Regions from separate parts of the Columba livia genome. Here region 2 is linked to region 1. The links are chromatin contacts, called in public Hi-C maps. All regions are on one chromosome and are shown on one strand. The core of a region is the stretch at or near the end of the contact, and the rest is flanking DNA. Distances in the headings are between cores, read along the strand shown.

Region 1 (2,700 bases), core at 180-2,679:
CAAATATTTTTAAGTAAAGCAAATGCAAAACTTTGGGGATATAGTTAAAATAATAAAAAAAAAAGGGAAAAAACCCTCCCTAAAATTGGAGAAACCCTTTTGTGTACAGTGTCCAGAGAAAATTCAGAATGCTCTTGTTCCCTGCCTAAACAAATGGTTGTTTCAGCCAAAGTGAAATCTTTCCTGTTGATTTATTACACCAGTTTAGATATAAGCCCTCTGTGCAGGATTGTCAGTTTAATAGAACAACTTTCTTTCTCCTTTCAGATTTAATCCACATGTTGTTGTATCAACAGAGCCTTTGTCTCTGCTCAGTTATGAGTTATGCTTTTTTAATTAAAAAGAAAAGAAGTGAAAACACATGTTTTTTAACAGCCCTGTTCCAAAAATGCGTAGGATGACACAGGGAGAGGTGACCGTCAAACAGTGAGCCTGATTCGTAGGTAACTTCCAAGTGGTGCTGCCGATGGGAGGAGTGAGGAACGGCCCTTCCAGCTCTGCTGGTGGAATCCTGCAGCCTCTCTTCACCCAGCATTTCTGAGGGGGTATTTCCCCCCAGCTTGTGCGGTGATGCTAAACACGCTCTTTTGAGTTAACTCTAATTTCCTTCCTTTTTAAAAGGGGGACTTATCCAGAGGTGTATGTAATTCACGTTTCCTTCCTTCCTGCCTCCCTCCCCTGCAGAGAAGGATTTCTTTCTTGGACCCCTCCTGTTTTCCAAGCGTAGAGGAATTACTCTCAGGAAACTCATGAATTTGGTATTATTTCTATACTTGGTTTTGTGAGAAAACATTTATTACAGTATCAATGCTTACGTGGTAGCTACATGAGGGTTCAGAGGTGCATGTTAGAGCTGCTCAATAAAGCAGCTCACTACATTGTTCGATTATAACCTTTGCTTGAACCTTATCGCACAACCGAGTCCTGTGGCGTTATGAATTAGTTCCGCAGATTGACTGCAGAGCATCCCGGCCGGGCTGCAGGCAGGGGGTCGCAGTGTCGACGTCTTTGGTGCTAACCTGCGTTTTCTCCAGCGTGTGTTAGACCCCTGGCACTCAGCAGTCTCCCTTCGTTCTCTTTCAGATGTCAGCACAGCAGAACCCACCTCAGTTGTCAATAGACTTATTTGCAGTAGTGCGATTTTAAAAGAAGCTTATCCTAATGCGTCTTCAAGCAGAAGGAGCTTGTCTGGCTTTTAAAAAATGTGGCATGATCCTGTTCTACTTCTGAAAGCTACAAAAGAGAGTAAGGGAAGATCCACCTTAGAGGCTTTAGGATCCCGCGATGGTTGTATGCTGGCTGCCTGAAGCAGTCGCAGGCCCGGCAGGGATGTTGTAGCTCTGGGAAGGACTGTTCTTGCTGGATCAGGCACATCCCTTGATCCACCAAGCTCTTGCAAAAACCCATGGAATCCTTGGCAACGTGTGTGCAGACACTGGGAACTGGTCAAGTTAAACTCTGTAAGGTTAAACTGGTCTGGCTCTCAGAGGACAGGTGGCCAGGCGGGGATTCGCAGCCTGAGCTAAAAGGATCAGCCTGGTCGTGTTTAAGGCAGCTTAGATACTGTTGGATTCTCTGGATGGTGACTCTGCAGTGTTCCTTGCACAAGGGGAAAAAAACCCTCCTTCCCTTTGAAGACTGTGGAATGCAGACTGACCGGACCCGTGTTTGTTTTCCTGCAGACCGGCCTTTTGTCAGTGCCTGCCTTTTTCTTAGGAGGCCTGAGCACACCTTTCCAACACAAGATAAAACGTGGATCTTGGGAGGATTGTCCTTCCCAGGCTCTCGCAGCCAGTCTCCTGTCCTCAGGTCTGCGTTCTACCCAGTTAAGTTCTCCAAACCTTGGTGCTAATGGATTTTTAGATTAGGTTTGTTTCCTGCTCAGTTTATCACAGTTCTGCACGGCAGCAAGTCCTTGTAACTTCTCAAAACAGCCTGGAACTTGAATCTTCCCAGAGCAGCGGTAAATGAAAGGGCTGTTCCGCTAGCAAGAACCATTTCTGTATATGTGGATGTTGCAGGGCACTGTACTATGTTGTGCTTTCATCTAAAATATCCTTGGGCGGCCTCATCCAGCTTTGAAGGTGACCATTCCTTTAGCAGCCGCTTGGATTGGAAACCTCGCGAGGTCCCTCCCGAACTAACTCACTGTGATTCTGTTTTCTGGTAGAGTTCTGGCAAAGATGCTTCTTTTGGCTTCGGTTCTGTCTCCCTGCATGCTCAACAGCTTTCATCATGTTCCCATCATAAGCAATTCTTTAAACCGAAGTGATGTGTAAACATCAGGAACAGTTACTGAACTGTAACGTGAGTTTCCTTCCTCCATAGTTAAGACTGTTCTTTTTATACTGCTATACTCAGATGATATGAAAAATCAATTTTCTTTTATTGCTGTTTATTAAGATATAATAGCTTGGGTTTTGTCCTCAGACAAATATTTTGCAATGGGGACAATATAGAGGATAATTTTCCAAAAGCTAATGGGTTTTGTTCTTAGGTCAGCTCCATTCCTTTGCACTCTTTCTTTGTTGGGCAGCTGCAGAAGAAGGAAACACAAAGAGAAAAGAGCCTTGTTGTTATTTGGGATTTATAAGACTCTATCATTACTGCATTTTGAGTGGGTGTTGCGTTTTTGAGTTAAAAACTGAAGAAAAAGATACTGTTTTTATGGATATTGGTACCTATTCAAACACTTCAGCT
Region 2 (2,731 bases), core at 160-2,659, 35 kb after region 1:
ATTGCGCAGTGGAGCAATGAGGCAGGAACTGAATGCACTCGAATGAGGGAAGTGTTAAAATTGTCCCTCCCGTGATTTGTAGCCGGTGCGTTTCTGGTTTGTGTCTGGAGGGGTTAAATTCCTGCGCGGTGGAGTCGGGGTTGACGCGATGTTGAAAAGCAAATGCTGCCAGATCGGAGTCCAGGACTTTCAGGCACTGGCGGCCCCACTGCATTGTCAAGAACGGTTCAAATGCTTTATGGCTATAGAACTAATTTCCTAATTTAAATGCCTATTTAAAAGCTCTGCTTTAGTGTTTCAGTTTTTAGTGACCTTATTGTGCTGAGGGACCGAGTTTCAGCTCATTCTCCCCAGATGTACCACGGTGCGTTTTAGCACTGAGTAGGAAAGGCAGCAATGAAAACCACTCTTGGTTGCATACAAACTATGTGAGATACACTTGAGATTAGAAAATGTTAAGTGTATGGCTGAGTAACAATTATTCTGGAAGCTCTTCAGCTGCGAAGCTTAACCACTGTGCTACAGACCTATGTATTATTAATACAACTGTTTTCAAAGTGGTCATTTAATCTAATGCAGATACTTAGTGGGTGCACTTGTTAACATGTCTGATATATGAGATCTGACTTCCAGCTTTTTCAGTAAAGATAACGGTATAGAAACGTATTTATTATTTATTATCCGTGCACCTTGATATTTAGTTTGTGAACAGTAAGTACCAATTAGTCTTCAAAAACCACTTGCAAACAGTTTCATGTTTCACATCCATGAAGGGTTTGAGTGATTTGTTTGGGACAGCAAAGAAGCAAAATAACCAGAGAGTTGACTTTTTTTTAAGGTAAAGCTTTCAATGCAATTACTTGGTATATGTTTATTGTTTATATAGTAGTGACCAATAAAATATATATATATATATTTGAACAAAACAAAGACGGTGAAACTGTGAACTACAGAAACAAGTGTACTGGTTTAGACCATGTGCATTTTGAACAGGTTAATGTTCCGGCTTCTTGAAACCATCACCTCTTGTTTTAATCAGTAGCATGCCCGTTGAAAATAAACCGAACCTCCTGGGGGGAAAACAAATGCTTCATGCACCACTTTTCATTAGAATCTTGTTAGTTTTGCAGTTATAGGATATAAATCAAAAACCATGAGCGAAACCAGCAGTTCCCAAGCACCGCGGCTCAGGTTCCCGCTAATGGGTGTCTGGCTCCTATGCTCTCAGTCTGTGAGCCGAATTCCGGGGGGTTTTGGGGCTTGCTCTGGTTAGTATGGACAGCAAGAGAACCATCCATCTGTTAACGGAAAGGTTCGAAAGCAGTTCTGATTCGCGGAGAGGTGAATAGGTGGGAAGTCTGCTGGCCAATGCGTTCCCAGGGGTTTGCACACACAGCGTCTTTGAGCACTTTGTCTTGGCCTGGAGAAGATGCGTTTTTAAGGAGTTTCTGCCGTGATTGTGAAAAACACGGGTTTCTTAATTGAAACTTTTTGTCTTGGTTGTGTTTTGCAACACAGCTATTTTAATTTTAGTGAAATATGGACATTGTGAAATGACAGAGATCTGAAAATGGGCATGAAAATAAAGGAAACTTAAAATGCGTTTCCTTCACACGCAGTTTTTGCAAGCTGATGTTAAACCAGATAGTCTCAAAGGCCGAGTGTGATGGTTCATGACTTAAGCAGCTAATAGAACTTGCAGAGGTGAAGACGGGAGGCGCTGCTTCCCGCACAGGAGCTCTAGTGCTCTCGGGGGAGAAAAATCTCCTGCTGTAATAGAAACATTGGTTTAATTTCCAAAGCTGACTGTGGTGCTGTGCTCTCTGGATGTGTCCTCCTGGACATCAGCTCTTCTCCGTCCTGTCCCACCACTGCGGCTCGCAGTGCCCGTTTCTTCTGGGATCAATGGACTGTGCAGGGGTGCAGATCCCGAAGGGGGAGTGGGGTCTGTTACACAGTCCAGTCACTGGGAGCCAGTGCAGGGAGCAAATGGAATCATAGAATCATTTGGGTTGGCAAAGACCCTCAGGATCATCAAGTCCAACCATAACCTAACCCTACTGCTAACCCGTGTCCCTGAGAACCTAAACTAAACGCCTTTTAAATCCCTGCAGGGATGGTGACTCACCATCACCAAGTCCAACCATAACCCAACTCTGGCACTGCCCCATGTCCTGAGAACCTCAACTAAACACCTTTTAAACCCCTCCAGGGATGGTGACTCCAGCACTGCCCTGGGCAGCCTGTTCCAGTGCCCCACAGCCCTTTGGGGAAGAAATTGTTCCCCAGATCCAACCTCAACCTCCCCTGGCGCAACTTGAGGCCGTTTCCTCTGGTCCTGGTGCTTGTTCCTGGGGAGCAGAGCCCGACCCCCCTGGCTCCAAGCTCCTTTCAGGCAGTTCAGAGATCAGAAGGTCTCCCCTCAGCTCCTGTTCTCCAGGCTGAACAAATAACAGGGAGAAAGTTAGGTGACACAGTCAAATAACTGTTATTAACATCACAGATTCAGAAGCAGCCTTGCTTTGGTGTCGCTATTAACCAGATCTGGGACCGGGACAGGCATCATCTCATCGCAGGGAGCTGGAGTGTCACCCCACTGTGTCTCCCGCTGCTCCTGTGTGGGTGTGTGTGTCCCTGTGCTGCTGTCCCGGAGCACAGGAGGTGGTTTGGGGATGTGAGAAGGGTCTGGCCAGGCTGTGCCTGTGCCCTGTGGGAGGTGATGCTGCCAGAC

Evidence for each region. Hi-C and Micro-C count contacts between places; a contact is called where the count stands out from the background.
Region 2: a Hi-C map of liver shows a contact between it and region 1, with 2.0 times the contacts expected there. The contact joins two enhancer-like sites. A contact is called at or near these places in 2 of 2 Hi-C or Micro-C datasets (crop and liver).

What each region holds. Positions count from the first base shown.
Region 1 is chr19:10,454,527-10,457,226 of bColLiv1.pat.W.v2, forward strand. The region is part of intron 2 of EXD3 (exonuclease 3'-5' domain containing 3); the gene reads left to right. Among named protein-coding and RNA genes, the nearest start is that of EXD3, 14 kb to the left of the region's middle. Within about 2 kb of position 1,430, at least 2 of the 3 cell types and tissues checked have an H3K27ac peak away from gene starts, as active enhancers do.
Region 2 is chr19:10,489,917-10,492,647 of bColLiv1.pat.W.v2, forward strand. All of the region lies in intron 2 of EXD3 (exonuclease 3'-5' domain containing 3), which reads left to right. Among named protein-coding and RNA genes, the nearest start is that of EXD3, 50 kb to the left of the region's middle. Within about 2 kb of position 1,410, at least 2 of the 3 cell types and tissues checked have an H3K27ac peak away from gene starts, as active enhancers do.